Linked DNA regions of Gossypium arboreum: regions 2 and 3 are each linked to region 1. A link is a contact called in public Hi-C data. All regions are on one chromosome and are shown on one strand. Each heading gives the region's core, a stretch centred on a gene start, on an enhancer-like site or on the middle of the called end of the contact. The rest is flanking DNA. Distances are from core to core; before and after follow the strand shown.

Region 1 (2,709 bases), core at 79-2,578:
AGTTGCGGTATATCACCATTTGATTAGTTCATCAATTTATTTTAACGGTCAACGTGAACAATGACAGGAATTGTTAACGGATGGGCTTAATTGATTATTTTAGTTAATAGAAATGACTTAATTGAGTGCAAATTTGCTGCATAAACTTAATTGAATTTTTTGCATATTTTAAGGACTATTTTTGACAAATTGTCTTCTTTCAAAAACATAAGACCATCTTTTAAGAAAAAACTCCTTATAAGTAATATAATATTTACATAAAATTAATTTGAATTAAGTAAAATATTATTATAGTGACAATAAATTTTAATTTTAAAAATATTAAAATATTGATATTTAATATTATAATATTATTTTGATAATAGATTTCAATATTAATAATTATTTTAAATTTTAAATAGTATTCTTAATTTATTGAGAAATATTTTTATTAATTTATTGTTATTAAATATATAAATGATAACTTCTAAATATTTAGTAATAATATTTTAATAGTATAAATGAATATTTGTTTTCATTTATCCTTTTGGCTCCGGTGTTTCACCATCCAACATCATACCTATAACTTCAAATTAAGTGAATATTAAATTTATAGGAGATAATATAGTTATTACTAGTTTGTCAAGCGGTAATATTTCCATAATATTCTATAATTTATATTATGCATTTTTATTTAAAACTTTGAAAATGATTTTTAAAAAACCAAATGATTACGTGAAATCATCCAAATATCATAAAATATCAAAATTTTTCTATAAGCAATTTTCAGTCAAAGTTTAAGATTTTTTACTTTTAGAATTTAGTCTTTATTTTTTATTTTTAATAATTTAGTCTTTTTACTTTTTAAATTTTAAATTTTAGATCTAATTATTAATTTGTTAATTTTTTTAAATTTGTTGACACGATATTTTGAAATTTTAAAAGAAAATCTCACTTCACGATTATGTAACAGAAAATAACATTTGCAATGAATCTGAATTTAATAGAAAATTTTATGGTATTAACAATTGAACATATATTTTTAAATTTGAAAAGTAGAGGGACTAAATTCATTGAAATAAAAATAAGAGGAATAAAGTTCAAATGTACAAAGAATACAAGGATTTGGAGCAGTTTTTAACCTTAATTAATATATTTTGAAGTTTAGTAGTAATTTTAGAATCTAAATCTGGTTGCAAGTAATCCATATATATAGAACACTAGAAAAGCACGTGAATGAATCAAATAAAAAAGTTTCTGGGCAAATATCACAATATTATAGCCAGCCGGGCGCACGAGGCAAAATAAATTTTTCCTTTTTCTGTTTTAATAAAAACCAATAGAAAAAGCTTGAACTTTACTGAGACTATAAAAATACGAAAAGGCTTGCGTGATAAGCTAGCTCACTGTGCTCCTTTTCCTCAGTGCAACATTACAATGAAAAGACGTGGACGGTATTATCCAAAAAGCAAGAAGCAAAAAAAAAAGTGACAAAAGCGTAGAGAGGGTATTTTGGTAATTGTGTAGGATCTAGTGCTCCATTGCCTTAGCCTACGCTGGAAAAGGAGGAAAAAGGAGCTCAATTATTGGGTGGCTCAATTCGCCGTCCACACCGGGGTTTTTTCTACGCTGTGGGCGCCTCTCATCGTCTTCCTCTTGTAATGCGCTTCAGTCTCCACCAATGGTAGAGCGACACGGCTGCAAAAAGGGCCCGGACATGGTCACGTGATTACTCACACATGATTTTTTTTTTTTTTTTCACATTTACTTGGCTTTGCGGCTTTACCGTAAGACGAAAGCGACCTGACGGAGCTCTCAACTGAAAATCAACTAATTTACCTTCCTAAGTAATCTAGTTGGATAGTCACTGAAGAAGAAGAAGACAATTTTACTCAGAATCGAGATTTTTTTTTTTTGAAAACTAGCAAAGGATGGCAGTTTTAACGATGGAAACGTTGCCTTTAGGGTTTAGGTTCAGGCCGACTGATGAGGAGCTCATCAATCATTACCTTAGATTGAAGATCAACGGTCGTCATTCCGAGGTTGGTGTCATTCCTGAAATCGATGTCTGCAAATGGGAGCCATGGGATTTGCCTGGTATTTCTTTTTTCTCTTTTTCTTTTGCGTAAGAAAGAAATTATTGGTTTAAGTATTGTTTTGATTCTTTGATACCTTAGCCTTAGCCAAAGCGTCAGCTGGAAATTTTGCTTTATTCGCTCAATATATGAAATTAATATACATTTTATTTCATAAATTCGATTCCTACAACTTGCAATTTGAGGTAAACTTACGGTTTTTTTTTTTTTTTGAAATTCCTCTCTGCGAAAAAAAGTTTTTATGTTCCAAAATTAGTTAAATTCTGAATTTTTATTACTGGGATGGTTGAATTTAAGTACAGGACTGTCGGTGATAAAGTCGGACGATCCAGAGTGGTTCTTCTTTTGCCCGCTTGATAGGAAGTACCCGAACAGCCATCGTTCCAACAGAGCTACGGATAAAGGATATTGGAAAGCAACGGGAAAGGATCGAACCATTAAGTCTAAAAAGTCACTGATTGGCATGAAGAAGACTTTGGTTTTTTACAAGGGCCGTGCTCCCAAGGGCCAGCGTACTTACTGGATCATGCATGAGTACCGTCCCACTACAAAGGACCTCGATGGCACCGCCCCTGGCCAGGTTTTCCTTCTTAATTTTTAGGCTTGCTGTTCTTAGTTAAGGGTTTGATTCAAA
Region 2 (2,709 bases), core at 93-2,592, 380 kb after region 1:
TTTGTCAAAGGTTGTGGATTGCAACATCATAACAGTCTGTAATTGATGAAACAAGTTAAAACACAGTTTAACATGAATAATTATTTGTCCTAGAAACAGTGTGCTTTGCAATGGTTACTTAAGTTGTCATTGGACCATATAATAAATGGGTAAAATTCGGTACCCTAAAATTAAGAGGATTACTACTTCAAAAGATATACAAAGCCAATCAGCCATGGTTTCTTCGAGCTTCTTTTTCCTTATAATCTCTTGCTTTCGTCCCTCAAATTGTATGTAACCCTTTTTAACAGCATGACGATTATTACTTCGTGAGCAATATAGAGCTTGGTTCAAGATGATTAAACTCTTGCCACCATTTACATATGCTCCACTAGTGTCCTCAATGTGCATACTAACCTCTTTCGATCTCAAATACCCATGTTTTTCCTCTATGTTGCATCTTGCCACTATAAGACACTTGGCCAAGTTGTGAGGCAGTTGTAGTCTCTCTTGGACTGGGATAATGCACCCAAAATGTAGAATATAGTCACCATTGGAAGCCCATATTTTCTTCACCGACAATGGCTTCCAGCTTGATAGATTTCCAGCTTTTCCTCTCTTCTTGTCTAATAACACCCAACTTAATCGAATCCCTTCTTTTAGTTCATTGCAACGATCATCTGCTTTTCCCACAAGTGATATGAAGTCATGTCCATCGTCACCGTCTTCGATATCTTCATCATTAATATCTGAGGGTACCACTTTGAATGGACAGTTCAATACCCAACTCATAAGACCAGTTGTTGTGTCATCATCTTGGCCGAAATCGGTTTCCATTGGTATGCCGTCTAAGACACTGGAAGTAATACATTTTTCTCTATAATAAACATCTATAAACAAAGCAAAATTAGACGGGGAAATAAGGGTTGGTTGTATAGGAAAGTAATTGTTGGCATCTTTGTGATCATTCGAAATAAGAGGATAAGAATCAGCATAGAATCTGCGAAAACCATCCGTTGATGATGAAATAAGGTGTTGGGCTTCGTCGAGTGCAGTGGAAGGCCATGTGGAATTACACAATTGCTTCCATAACCTTTGGTTTCGAGCTATGCCTCGAAGGTCAGAACATGTGCAGGCAGCTGAGGCCAGGGTTGAACCATCTAGTCGAGCCATGATGTCAGCTAGGATATCCCTGCTTAAGCACTTCAAATCACATTTCAAATGCTCCATCATTTTTTTTTTTTTTTGCCTACTATGGATACGCTCCCACTTGTTTATATAACAGTCATTTGACCCATCTAGCCGTCCATAGAGATGATGTATGACCATGAAACACACCATTGACCAACGTGATACAAGTCAGTAGCCGCGTTTTACAGGGTTTAAATTTCTTCCATAAATCCGTGGGACAATCCACAATTAGGCCAAAGATAGTGAACCGCCAACTGCAGGGTTGGCTTGCCAACTTTGAAACTTTGCCAAGTTCAAACAGCCAAATTCTTTAAATGGAAAACACCATTAGGTTCGTCCAAGCTATTAAGTTGTAACCTCTATACTAGACTGCCTAAGCCCGTAATTAAGTGATGGCTTTGTGAAGTTGAAAAGTCATTTATCATATTAAATGAAAGTAAGTGAGAGGTTCATCTGTGCTATTATTCATATTATTCCCTAATCATCCATCAATCAATTCAGCTCAAAAAAAAAATCCATCTTAAATTTTTATTAGTGTTGGATGCTTTAGTATATAAATTTATAATTAATACTTTTTTAACAGGTAATCAAATTTGTTAACAAGTGTCATAACGTTCACTAAGTATATAAAAATTTATATGCTAGTTAACAAAAACAAATCAACTTTTAACTTAATTTGATTGATTCATTCTTAAGATATCATCAAATAATTAAATAGTCTTAATAATTTATATTATTAGGGTTGAGAGAATGGGATCAAAATGTTGGTTGCATAGAACTTCATGTAATTCGTGGGGAATGGTTGTTACGGACGAAAAAGGAAAGCTGCCCAACATTTTGGCACTATTGTGAAAGAAATGGAAGCTCTTTATTGTGGACGAATTTCATTAACTAGAAGCAAAACTGCAATTAACCAGTTTAATTGATTCAAAGCTAAAGGCTTCTATATATTTAGGTACAATAGTTGCCCATAAACATTAAGGAAACCAAAATACGTGAAATTCAAGGCAAAAGCTCTTTGAATTTGCCAAGTGGCAATGCATTAGTTTCAAGTAGTTTGGACATGGACCCTAATCTTCTGTTAGACACAGTTCTCCTCCTTTATTAAAAATAGTGAAGAATTTGAAGGAATTCCCTACTATAATATGTTGGTGCAAAATTGTTTGTCGGTAATCTTGATTTGTTTATACTAAGATTGATTTTTATTCTAAGTTCAAGATTTATGAACTTTTTACTATCCTTTATTAAGAGGATATTAATGGACAAGATTGACAAATTGATATCAAGCAATATGATATAATTTTAAAGTTATCTTATTCTCATTTCAAGGATATTTTATCACTACGATAGCGCTTGAAGTATTTTAATGGAAGCTTCATCCTCCATTGTGGAGGAAATAATAAAACACTACATAGTTCATCTTGGGAACCCATTTCACTGGTGTAAATAGAAAGAAAACTGTCCATCGATTGAGAGTGATTTTACCAACTTCAATAGGAGAGGTCGAGTGTTGAGAGAACTTACATGAAGTGTAGGAGA
Region 3 (2,709 bases), core at 56-2,555, 270 kb after region 1:
GGTGCAAAGGCAAGTGGTGCGTATGGGGATGGAAAGAAACTGGGTCTGGTCCATCAGGTCTCCTCCTCCAATCGATAAAAAGACGGTGTTTCTCCAACTCGCCGACCCCTCTCTGGAAAGAAATTATATCGCCCGCATCAAGTTTCTTATCCTTGACGAAACGGCTCCATCCTTTGGTCATAACATAGCTTTGGCTGCTGTTCCAATAAGAGTACCTGAACCTCCATGGCTTCCCATTCCTGTCCTCGAAATTCAACAAAAGGCCTTTCTCATTGGTGGAAGAATCCAAGGGGAAATGCTTCTCGGCGTGTTGTTTTGGGATAACAAGTCTGTTCAGTTTCCCTACATCGCTTGGGGTAACTACTTTGTCGAACAATTGTTCTTTCTCGATGTTGGCAGCACTTGCACTAAGGGTTGAATCAGCTTCAGTACTTGCAGTTGCAGTAGCTGTTTCGTTATCTTCTTCAGGTTCGTACCTGTTGTTCAACCAGTTGGTACTCATTTGACGGTGGTGACCGTCGTGAATCTGATGAGCCTGTGCCTCCCATCGAGTGTTGCTAAGAGGAGGAGCCATCTGGGTTTTATGCTGAGAAGAAGAAGATGAAGGAGAAGAAGATGATGAAGAGTATGAAAAAGGAAACTTATTACCTTCTTCATTAAACCCAAAATCCATGACTTTTCTTTCGAGATCTAGACACAATAAAGATGAGGAAGATGAAGAATCAAGTATCAACCAAACAAAACCTAAAAACAAATTAAAAAAAGAAAAAAGTGGGGACTAATCGAACCAGTTGAGATTAGAAAAAAAAAAACAAACAGACAGACAGACAAAGGAAGAACACCAGGAACTATGCCATGTTACTACTTGTTATAATTTACTAGTAGAACTTTAATTTTCCTAGGGTTGAACGACTATTCAGGAGAGAAACAAGAACAGGTCTTTTAGCTTAAGCTAAAACAATTTCATCTCTCTCTCCCTACAATGAGAAGAAAGTCAGTGATTCCTTCTTTGACCAACAAGATGATCTAACACCCAAACACGAAAACAAGACTTGGAGCACAAAAATATCACACATCCATCTTCCAACTTCATCTAGTTGTTGACCTTGAAACAAGAGATAAACTATCGCAAGAAAAAGAAAAAGAGGCTTTAACTTTATTTTTTTTTTGATATATATCCAGGGGGAAGAACCTGATGAACCTCCCTCGAACCTTCTCCAGCTACCTTTCTAATTTATGTTATTGAGGCTTAATTAAGCCCTTTCTTTTTCTTTTTTTTTACTCTGGGTTTTCCTTGTTAGAGAGATTGAAAGGGAGAGAACATGTTTAAGTAATAAGTTTATACGTAGGGACCCCACGTATTACTGGTTGGGGCTCATGTGAGCTTGTCACTGTCATAATCCCGGGTGCTATGCATATTATTTTAGTAATTTTATTTGTAGGAATAAAATTATATATTAAATAAAGCCAGCTGTTGTGTATATTACTCTTTTCTATCTTTATTCTTACACATTTTTTTATCAAATTCATATAAATATTTTCATAATTGAAAGGTGATGTAACTATTAGTAACAGGAACTTTGGGGGGGGGGGGGGGTTAGGGTTTTGACTTGAAAACAAAAAAAATAAGCTCTTTGAATAAGATCCGTACAGGCCACTCTGCTATGGTGGCCATCCAGATGGAAAACGATATTTATCATCTTCATTCAATATTTAGTCCCTCAAAGGTATATGAAATTAAACAAAAATAAAAGGAAAAATAAAATAAAATAAAAGGAAAAGAAAGGATTTCTTATTTCCCACGGAATTGGTGCAGGCAGCGCATGCAGTCTCAAATGGACCCATTCAATTTAGCCACGCCTTTTATAATTGGCTTTTTTTTTTTGTCTGTTCTTCAAACCCTATCTAAATCTTACAACCAATCAATTCCTTATCATCAAAACCTCAAAAGTAAACACACTAATTTAACTTCAATCACATATTAAGTGTACAATATTTTGAGTAAAAGTTCAAGCGGAGCCTTTTGTATTAGGGGATAATAGATTGTATTTTGTTAACTTCGCTAAAACATGAGTAAATTGATTATTATACGTTATAACTAGATGTACGTGATACATCATATGTACTGTTTAATTATTTCGTCAACTACATTAATTGTTAAGAGTAAAAATAAATAAATAAAATTTAGTAAGAATGACCAGTTTACTCTTTAATTTAATAATTTTTCTATTTTTTGAGTAAAATGAACAAAATACAATTTAATTCTTGATACAAAGACTTTTATAATACTTTTACCAAAATTTTCAGGTAATTATTTATATATCTACGTGGCTTTTAATTTTGAAACCCCCGCACCGCACCTTATAACACAGTCTTCTTTGCTTTCTCAAAGTAAAAATAACATAAAATTAACAATGCCAATTATGTGGGTATGAATGATATGAATTGAAGCTGGTGGATTCTTTGCCTTGCTGATATATACATATATAGGATAAAGGGTAGGGTGGGATATTTCCATGATATACTATAGTTCAGGTAACATTTAATATATAATTATATTAGTCAGATTGATAATGTGGAATAATAATAAAATAATATTTAATCGAAGTGCATTAATGCAAGGAAAAATATAGATATCTTGTAATAATTACATTTCATTTTGCATTGTTTAGGAGCACCAAATCTTTTACTAAGCAAAAATTTATTGCA

Evidence for each region. A called contact is a pair of places that touch in the nucleus more often than the background predicts.
Region 2: a Hi-C map of leaf shows a contact between it and region 1, with 2.8 times the contacts expected there. The contact joins the promoter of LOC108482583 here to the promoter of LOC108464502 in region 1. A contact is called at or near these places in 2 of 5 Hi-C or Micro-C datasets (both in leaf).
Region 3: a Hi-C map of leaf shows a contact between it and region 1, with 4 times the contacts expected there. The contact joins the promoter of LOC108465302 here to the promoter of LOC108464502 in region 1. A contact is called at or near these places in 2 of 5 Hi-C or Micro-C datasets (both in leaf).

The regions. Positions count from the first base shown.
Region 1 is chr1:28,125,657-28,128,365 of ASM2569848v2, forward strand. It overlaps LOC108464502 (protein NTM1-like 9), which reads left to right and starts at 1,329. Exons shown (of 6, transcript XM_017764836.2): 1 at 1,329-2,076; 2 at 2,378-2,655. The coding sequence starts at 1,911.
Region 2 is chr1:28,501,940-28,504,648 of ASM2569848v2, forward strand. LOC108482583 (probable F-box protein At2g36090) reads right to left here and starts at 1,343. Exons shown (of 1, transcript XM_017785714.2): 1 at 1-1,343. The coding sequence starts at 1,320. The coding sequence ends at 127.
Region 3 is chr1:28,397,087-28,399,795 of ASM2569848v2, forward strand. It overlaps LOC108465302 (B3 domain-containing protein Os03g0120900-like), which reads right to left and starts at 1,306. Exons shown (of 1, transcript XM_017765624.2): 1 at 1-1,306. The coding sequence starts at 673.